Linked DNA regions of Anas platyrhynchos: region 1 is linked to region 2. A link is a contact called in public Hi-C data. All regions are on one chromosome and are shown on one strand. Each heading gives the region's core, a stretch centred on a gene start, on an enhancer-like site or on the middle of the called end of the contact. The rest is flanking DNA. Distances are from core to core; before and after follow the strand shown.

Evidence for each region. Hi-C and Micro-C count contacts between places; a contact is called where the count stands out from the background.
Region 1: a contact with region 2 is called in a Hi-C map of subcutaneous adipose tissue, with 2.8 times the contacts expected there. The contact joins the promoter of TMEM220 here to the enhancer-like site in region 2. A contact is called at or near these places in 5 of 8 Hi-C or Micro-C datasets (F1 follicle, F5 follicle, skeletal muscle and 2 more).

Annotation. Positions count from the first base shown.
Region 1 is chr19:12,278,829-12,283,174 of IASCAAS_PekinDuck_T2T, forward strand. TMEM220 (transmembrane protein 220) reads left to right here and starts at 1,902. Exons shown (of 6, transcript XM_072025822.1): 1 at 1,902-2,106; 2 at 3,207-3,267. The coding sequence starts at 2,020.
Region 2 is chr19:12,168,290-12,172,979 of IASCAAS_PekinDuck_T2T, forward strand. It overlaps MAP2K4 (mitogen-activated protein kinase kinase 4), which reads right to left. Exons shown (of 13, transcript XM_027471520.3): 13 at 4,434-4,690. Among named protein-coding and RNA genes, the nearest start is that of MAP2K4, 100 kb to the right of the region's middle. Within about 2 kb of position 2,297, at least 2 of the 8 cell types and tissues checked have an H3K27ac peak or open chromatin away from gene starts, as enhancers often do. A contact at or near this core is called in F1 follicle and subcutaneous adipose tissue, where this site is marked.

The DNA.
Region 1 (4,346 bases), core at 652-3,151, 110 kb after region 2:
TAAATTGCTCTAACAAAAGACATACTCTGTCTTATATTAATCTCTCTTATTCTTACTAACACCACTATAATTTCTTATCCAGCTAAAAGGCCTTGACATTTCTGTTTTCTAGCCTGATACACCTTCTTTCCATTAGGTGAGGGGAATGGACTGAAGATCTGGAGGCAGAGGTTGCACCACAAAGAAAATCATGACCACATGCCTTCTGGTGAAGTCTCGTGTCCTTAAAAAGATGAACCAGTCATACAGTGTAGTTCCTGGTGCCTCACCAAGGGAATGCAGCTACCTGGGGACCTACTGAAAAATTGCAGGGACATTTTGCCTGTTGCTCTTGCAAATCCACACTTCAAGCTGGGTTTGGTAAGAGGAGAACAAAATATACGTATCCTGTTGGATTGTAGTCCTCCAGCTTTTCTAAGCATTGGTACTCCTTTCCCAGAATGCTTAATAGGAAAGTTTTAAGGGCACCAGTAGAGAGCAGTTTAATTTTTCTGAGCTTCAGGATGGGAGTGTGAATCAATTTAAATATTTAGAGGGATTTAGTTATATTGGACATGGCCCACTGTTATGCCTGCAGCTGCCAGCAATTGTCTAATATACAGAATAACACAATTATTATGAGCCATAAAGCCTACTCAGTGGAGCTGTAACAATGGCAGCCATTTACAAAGAGGGCTCTTACTTCTCTGACATTCTCCACAGTAATTTCATTTCTCATAACCCGCTCAAGGGAAGAGATGGTTACAAATAACAGGACAAGGTGAACATTAATTCCCTCCACAAATGTATTCATGTGTCTTCCACATAACAGTTCAGTGAGAACTAATTCTGCGTGGGGCTGAATGCTGCTACTGAAACCAGTGGGAGAAATAATCTGGCAGATACTCAGCTTTGGTAGATGGACACAGTAGATATATTTCTTAAGAATCCCCTTTCATTTTGTAAATAATTGTCACTTTGGGTGATAAATGATCAGGAAATGATGAGGAAGTACTGTTTTTTCTGAGTATATCCCTTTTGTTGTCCAGACAATACAAAAAGACTGGATGTCTTCTTAAATATAAAATGAATCCTAGACTATAGGGTCGTTACAAAAACAGTGATTTAAATCCCAATCTCCTGGCTGGAAAAAAAAAAAAAAAAAGCCTCCTTTTATCCCTCACTTGCTATTCCTCTCGTATACCCGTGGTTCTTCAAGATCATCAAATTTCCAATCTGTGATACCTAGAGCTGTCTCCGTTCATGGCTTTTGGAAAAGACAAGATGCCTGTGAGAAGCTCACTGGGAATGACATCCTTCTCTTCTGTGATGCCAGCTGTCAGCAGGCTTAGTTATTTCTACAGTAGCCAAAAAAAAAAAAAAAAAAATCCTGTTTCAGATACCTGCCACCAAGATTAATATACGTGAATCTTTCTTCCCAGTAGGCTCTGCAGGCAAACACAGACGTGGCTGTGGCTGAGCCAGAGATGGGCATAGCTACAGCATAGCTCAGGCAGGGACTGCAGGGCTGCAGGGCCCCTCTTGAAGGATTTATGCTTTTGCATAGCTACTTAGAAGTCTTACTGTATAGGTTTTTCATGTTTATTTCATGGGGCGAAGATCTAATTTTCTTCCATATACGAGTTTTTCAGAAACATGGCCGTGATGGTGTGAAGGAATGTCTGAACATCTCTAGCCCAACATGTCACTTGAAGCAGGATTATCACCAACAGCAGATCAGGGGAGCAAGCCTCAGAAACCTCCAAAGCCAGAGATTGCACAGCCTGTCTGGCGACCTGTGGCAGGCTGCACGACCCTCCTGGTGGGGACAGAGGTCAACACCTTCCAAGCCCAACCACTTGTGCCCCCTGCCCTTTGGTATATCATCTGACTCTCGCGAGCAGAGAACGCCCCCGCACCTCTCCTCTGGCCGTCCCCTTAGGGCGGCCGCAGCCAGCCCAGCGGGCGGGCCCGGGGCGGTGAACGCGCGGCTTCAGCGGCCGTCCGTCTGCAAGCGGTAGGCGGAGGCTGGCGCCGGTCATGGCGCGCGGTAGCTTGGCGGGGCGGCTGTGGCAGCTTTGCAACCTGTTTATGGCCACTTTCTTCGGGCTGGCGGCTGCCGTGCAGGTGAGGGCAGTGGGCGAGGGCCTGGGGCTGCCCTAGGCCTCGGTGGGCCCGGGCACTGGTGCGACCCGAGGCAGGCTGGGGTCCCCACACTCTGCTCCCTGCCCTGTCCCGCCTGCCGAGCCCGGCCCAGCCCGCACAGAGGGTGCAGAGGCTCAGCCTGCGTTTTCTCGCTGCAGGTGAACGACCCCGACGCCGGGCTGTGGGTGGTGAGTAGGGGCTGGAGCGTGACGCAGGGCGGAAGGTAGGTGCTGTGCTCTGCGGGGCTGTCTGCTTGGGGTTGAGGCTCTGCCCCCAGCGTGCAGAGCACCAAACCTCTGATTCCCCCCTGCCTGGGCTCTAGGCCTCCTGACCTTGTCACCACCAGGTCTCCGTCATCACCTGTGCTTGCCTTAGCTCACCTTCTGTCACCACTGACCTCAGCAGGGACCCTTGAGTCTCAGAAGAAACCTAAAGAAAATTCGCACCTCTCTGCCCACTCCTGTCATTCTCAGGCATGGGAACAGCCACCAGTGGCCTTGGATCAGTATGAGCAAGGCTTTGAGCTGCAGGGGCCCGGGGGGGTCTCTCTGTACTGTCAGGAGCCACTGGGTAGGTGGGGATAGTCCCTGTCTTCTCCATGTCCATGCACGGCCGGTACATCCCTTGTGCAGATGAGCCCAGCTGATAGTGGCGGGGTTGGGATGTGGCAGCAGAGGCTGCTTCTGCTCCCACCCAGCACAGGCAGAGGTCATGGCGCAGGGGAATGTTTCTTACAGGGACTCTCCCTGGGGACCACACTGCAGCTCAGGGCTGGTGCAGCGGGCTGATTGGGCAGCAAGAGCTTAGGTAAGCCTGAAGCCAAGGCACAAGGACTGGTGCTCAGCTGACTGTCTCACAGCTGTGCTGTGCAAGGATTTGGGTGGTGAGTAAGGAAGCGCTGGCTTGCTGCTGCACTCAGAAGAGCACTAGCAGTACCAGGGCATGCCAGAGGGACAGAGTTGTATGGCTGTTCTGTGCATCTGGCAAACTGCTGTAGAAAAGAAGTGCTGGTATGGGTGACTGCTTCTGTTTCCTTACCCTCAAAAATTTTGCTGTTGAGTATACTTGTGTTTCATTAACAGGTTATCTACTTGGTGCCAGCTGCTCTTACACTGCTTGTTGGCCTTAACCCCTCAGTAACAGGTATAGTATTGGTGTGTAAAACAGAATCTCTACTCAAATTTTGCCTCCAGAAAGTTTGTTTTCATTGAGTCACGGATTAAGATCAGGCTGCATGGAAACATGTCCTACTGCATTTTTTGAGGGCAGAAAGCTGTGGTACCTGCTTCTACAAAAGTTGGTCTTTGCTTTAGTACTTGTAGTTGAACTTGCTGCAAGCAAACCCAGGAGGCCTGCATAAAGGCCTGCTTCTTCGACTGCACCCTGGTTTAAGCAGTCATGGAATAAGTGGAGCACATAGAGCACAAGTCTGGGAGCACGTTCTGAACCTGTCTCTGATGTTGACCCTAGCACATAGTCTAATCAACATGGCTTTCCTGTTCTAAAGCTGTGTTTTTGCTTATCTATCTCATATAAAAGAAATTAAGCTCAGCGCAATGGTTTGAAAGAGCTAAAGGTCTTGTTTAGTATCACGCATTAGCTGTAATACAGCTGCTCCAAAGAGAGGAAGGGCAGTGGTGGGGACTTGCAGTCCATGCTATGACTGACTTTCCAACATTGCATGCTGAGGGCTAACACCATATGATATGTTGAAAGAACTGGTCAGATCAGATTTGGTCCAGGACTCCAGAAAATTCATTTGTGTGTGCGTTTTAATCCATTGGAGATAATTTTAAAATGACCACTCTTGATATACAAAAAGTGACTGTGTTTTAGCTGGGTGAATACTTAATCTGGACAAACTAAAACCATACTTATACCAGAAAGGAAAATCCTCAAGAGTACATGTTATTGTCACAAACCACACTCTTACACTATCTCACCATTCTAGGTACCTTAGGCACACAAAGTGGCAGCATTCATAAAACCAAAACCCATCTATGATGTTGAATATTTCAGAGGAGGTCTATTTGTATGGTAGGTGTAGCCTCAACATAATGGCATTTGGCTGATCAAGAGAATCTGCAAATTAAACTTACAAATTTGTTACTTGCACCATGATTTCTAAGAAATAAATATTAAAATAGCACAATTGTGTAATTTGACATTTATGTAAATTTGACAAGTGATATTTATCATTCATGTCCATGGAAGATTCCGAT
Region 2 (4,690 bases), core at 1,047-3,546:
ATTTATCCCCTTCCTCTAGGGCTCTGCTCACCTTCCTCTCACTCTCTGAACCTCTCTGCAGGTTAGAGTTGATGCCTTCAGCCCCAAGGATGAGGGTATGCGATGTCATGGCACATGTCAGCATCCTCAGTCCCTGCCAGGAGGAACAAGCTATCAATGCTGATATGTTTTTCCTCCTCACTTTACAATTGTCTGTAAGGAAAGGGGTGTGTGTGTCATTTTTATACCTTTCCTAATATGGTCTTCAGTTGCTCATTCTTCATATAGGTGGTCTATAATTCCACATTACATTTGAATTTAATGTACATTCTTTGTTCTACATATGTTCTTCATCTTTGTTTAAGGCTGGTGTTACCTTATCTCCCCCCCCCCCCCCCCAAAAAAAAAAAAAAAGCATTCCTTTGATGACCAATGACTGGCCACTGGTGAGTTGTCTATAGACCTGGGTCTATGGCTTCATCCTGTGCCTGTTTCTTCAGGCCCCTAATGTCATCCCATGTCTATAGTCTTCTACACTGCATTTGACTATAGAGTCATAGATCTATCTTTCTACACAGAATAACTACTCATTATTAGTAGTTACAAAATATGTATGTAACAGTGTTACATCACACAATTGTAAGAAAGCTAAAACAAAGCAAGTAATGATCATGCTGTCATTAGATAGTTGCTGTTACAGCTAAACAAACTGAAGAAAAGCTCCAGGCAAGCTAAACTATTCCAGAAGCTCTAAAAACAAAAGTACAAGACCTCAGTAGATGCCACTGAGTGTCTCCCGAGTTGCTCATGTGGTAAGAAAATTCTCTGCAGGGACACTTGAAATTCTCCCACTCCCACTGTATGGGCCCATCCAAGTAATTCCCCTTTCTGGTGCCAAGTATAGCCAGCAACATGCAAAGTGGCTCCAGCAAGATTCACTAGAAATGTACTGCTGACAGTGATTCCATTAAAAAAAGTGAAGTCAGCCACACTGGCATTTTCACAGGAAACTGGAATTGGCTGGATTTCAATAAGGTTTCCACCAACCTCTTTAAATTGAGCTTAATTTCAAATGTCTTCAGTAAATCATTGTGATGTGGAGTCCCAGGATGTGGATCTGTTTCTGTCCTTCCTCATTTATTTTCCCCTTGTTTTTCCAGCATAAGCTCAGGTGCAAATGGAAAAAGAGAAAGAAGCACATGATCCTGCTGCGGGGGGCTAAGAGAACAGACGTTGTCTGAGCTATGCAAAAGGTTGTGGTACAACAGCCCACCACGCACAGTTTTCTGTGTTTTGGTATTTTCTCTTAAAGCATCTTCAACTTGTTGAGGTGCACTTGTTGGCATGGAACAGCACTCCTGGTCTTCTGTCTACCTCTGAGATTTCAGTATGACTCCAGGGTCTGTGGGACTAAAAATGGTCGTGAACTGGGTGGCTCATGAACCAGTTCTGCAATTATCTGGCAGGCCTCATAAACACACAACAGTCTCTCAAGTCAAATCACTTGTAGTCAGTTCATTGTGGAACTGCTTGGTGTGCTGCACAGGACAGGATCTCAGTCCATCTTGAATCTGATGGGAAACTTATTTTCCCTGGGAGGCCAGGCAGGATCTCTTCCTCTTCTCAAAATAAGCTGATTGAACATAATCTGGATTGCTGCATTATTATCTAACTGCATCTCTATCCAAAAAGCTGCATTCCCATCTGGCCAAAGGTGAGACGTCCTCCATTGTTGGCCATGAAAGTTATTTTTCCTCCCAGAAGCAGAGGAAAAAAAAAAAAAAAAAAAAAAAAAAAAAAAAAGATGGATCTGGATTTTTCTCACCCCTATTTTTTTCTTTTATTTCTGTCTGAGGTGGCTGACATGTCAATAATGGGAAAAAAATGGAAAAAAAATGGACAGATCACTGTCGACAATGAACCAGAGCAGGTGTCTGGTGTCTAACGAGGTGTTAGGGTCACACAGAACACCTCCAACAGCTTTCTAGTGTAGCATCTACTCTAATGTGAGCACTCAGCCTTTATGTACACCAAATCCTTTCACCCTTCCTGCTTTCAGATCCTGCATGTGCTTTTGGGAGAGTTGCCACAGCTCCACCTGCAAAGTAACGTCCCTGCACCTGGCACTCTGGTGCTGCATGCCAGCTGAGCAGAGGGTTGCAGCTTGAAGTAACAAGCGGTTGGAGAAACTGGTTTTCTCCTGGCAGTCGGACCTGGCCAGCCCTCCTGTCCGGGATACATATAAGGATAACGGCTTGTGTTCACATTCTGCCTGACAGACACGCCAAGCGGCCAGCTCTGTATTCTATTCCCAGCACAGCAGTGGTACGCTGTATCGCCAGGAGGGGGAGTTTGTGCTTCAGCCTGCTCTCGACACATTTGCACAGCGTTGAACACAACGTAAAAAATCAAGAGCTCACTTCTGTTCTTCAGAGCAGCCATTCATTCTTCCTCTGCATCCTTCACACGTTGAAAGCAATGACCACGCTTGTGATTTGCTTCGGGACTCAGACTGCAAATGGAGCTTTTATTCTAAGCAGTGCCTCCGGGAGGAAGCTGGGTCTCAGCACCCTGTTTACTTGTACCAGGCAATTCAAGGAGACAAGAGGTGGGGAGGAAGGGTAGGGGAAGCCAAAGCAGAAGATGTATGGAAATATAGATTACAAAACTCAAAATACTCCACATGGGAATAGGTGGTACTGCACATGTCCATGTGTACTGCTTATGTCCACACAGAGAGGAGTTGGGACTCATCTGAATTGCTTTTGGAGTACCACAGACACATAATAAATGTAAATGAAAAGATATAATTTCTGTGTGCTATATAATGCTTGGTGAAGATATCAGGAGCACCTCAGCCCTGCAGATAGGCACAAAGATATGAGGAAGTGGTATGAGGTGTCAGGGTGCACCACTGGGCACAGGGACAGTAGCCAGCAGCTCAAAGTCTCCCTGTCAATCAGCTGAAAGTGTTACTCTTCAGCTCGGCACCGCCTGCAGAGACTGGGGCACCCTCAGAGCCCATGCAGTGCTACAGAGGGAAAGCAAGAGCTGAGATGTGGACCTGGTCATGTTGGCCATGGGGGGATCCCTAGCTCCAGGGCTGGAAGAAGCCATCACAGCTCATTCAGACCAGGAATGCTGGGGTGGTCCAACGCTTGAAGGAGCAGCAACTGTGTCACGGCTCAGGCACGGGTCTTAGTACACGAAGGTTGTGGTGCAAAAGGAACACAATCCCAGGGCAACTCCCATTTGTGGAGCTATGAGGTGATGAGCTGCTCCAGTATCTGCCCAGCAGGAAAGGACTTTTACCCCAGTGTGTAGTGGATTTTATCTTCTGCCTGGAGATCACTAAATCAGCAGCAGTCTTGAATTCTGGCTGAAGAGTGAGGACAGCAAGTGGTCCAAAAATGTCCCAGGTATTGTGCTGTGAACAGGAAACTTCAAAAAACAAAACAAATCAATTAAACATCAAACAAACAAACAAACAAAAAAAAAAAAACCAACACTTTGATGTGATGGAACCACTGAATTTATTTAAGCTGACAGATTTCAACCACCTCAAACCTATCACATCATGTATCTCTATGTAGCAAGCCTTTCTTCAGCTCCATTGCCTGCCTTTCCTTCTCTTGACAAAATTCTCAGCCTCCAAGTGAAGGAACACTGTGAGAGCCAATGTCCTGCTGCTCCACCAGTTCGTAAGTACTTCTAGTCCTGAGTTGTGTTACGTGTGACCAACGATCCCTGCCAGTATGTTTGTGCTCTCCCTCTCACCAATCCCGCACTCCTGGTGTGGTCCCATCCAGCCACTTTGAGCATTGCAGGCACTTGTGGATGGTCCCTCTGCCCAGACACCATCTTCTTTCCTGGTGGAGCTGCTGGGGTCCAGTTCTTTTCACCTACCTGGATGGTTTCCAAGCCCTCCATGGCTTCCAGGCAGGAGACACTTATCCCAGCACCAGGATTCTTGGCAGTAGGAATTACTCAGGACTCAATACCCTCAAGTCATCTGAACATTGCAGACAGTGACAGCTCACATTAAAATAAAATAAGCCTACAAGGCTGTGAGCATCAGCTGCTCTATCCCCAGATTGTGGGCACAGTCACCTGCCCTCCTCACAGGGACAAGGTGTCTCAAGCCACCAGATCCTATCACTGCTCCCAGTGCAGCAAACAGGGCTCACACTCCAAGAGCACAGAGGAGCTGCTGAATTCTCAGAAGTCTTCCAAAGAAAGAAAATATATCCAGATCTCCAGATCGTCCTATGCTTTATATATATATATATATATATATATATATATATTTTAGCACAAGCAGTTTCTAACCAAAGCCTGCTTTACTCCTGTACAGCCACTTCCACCCGGAGGGAGGGCCTGGAAGTTAAGTATTTCAACAGCTTTAAATACCTCTTCCCATTTATGTCTGACCTTACAAAATGAAAATAACAAGGTCACGGTCACATCCTAGTTTTATTACAACTGACCTGCAGGCAAAAGGATAGTCTATTACATAAACGCTCTGATCCATGTATAATATCTTAAATAGAGGAGGAAGTCCAACCAGGATACCAGATAAAGTACTCTGAAGCTCTCTGAAGCGGTTATGTTCCTGAGCTCCATTTTACAGACAATAAGGCAACATCCCTGCACATCAGCTTTTTGATAATTTTTTATACATTTTTTTCTATGGTACAAGAAAAAAAAATAA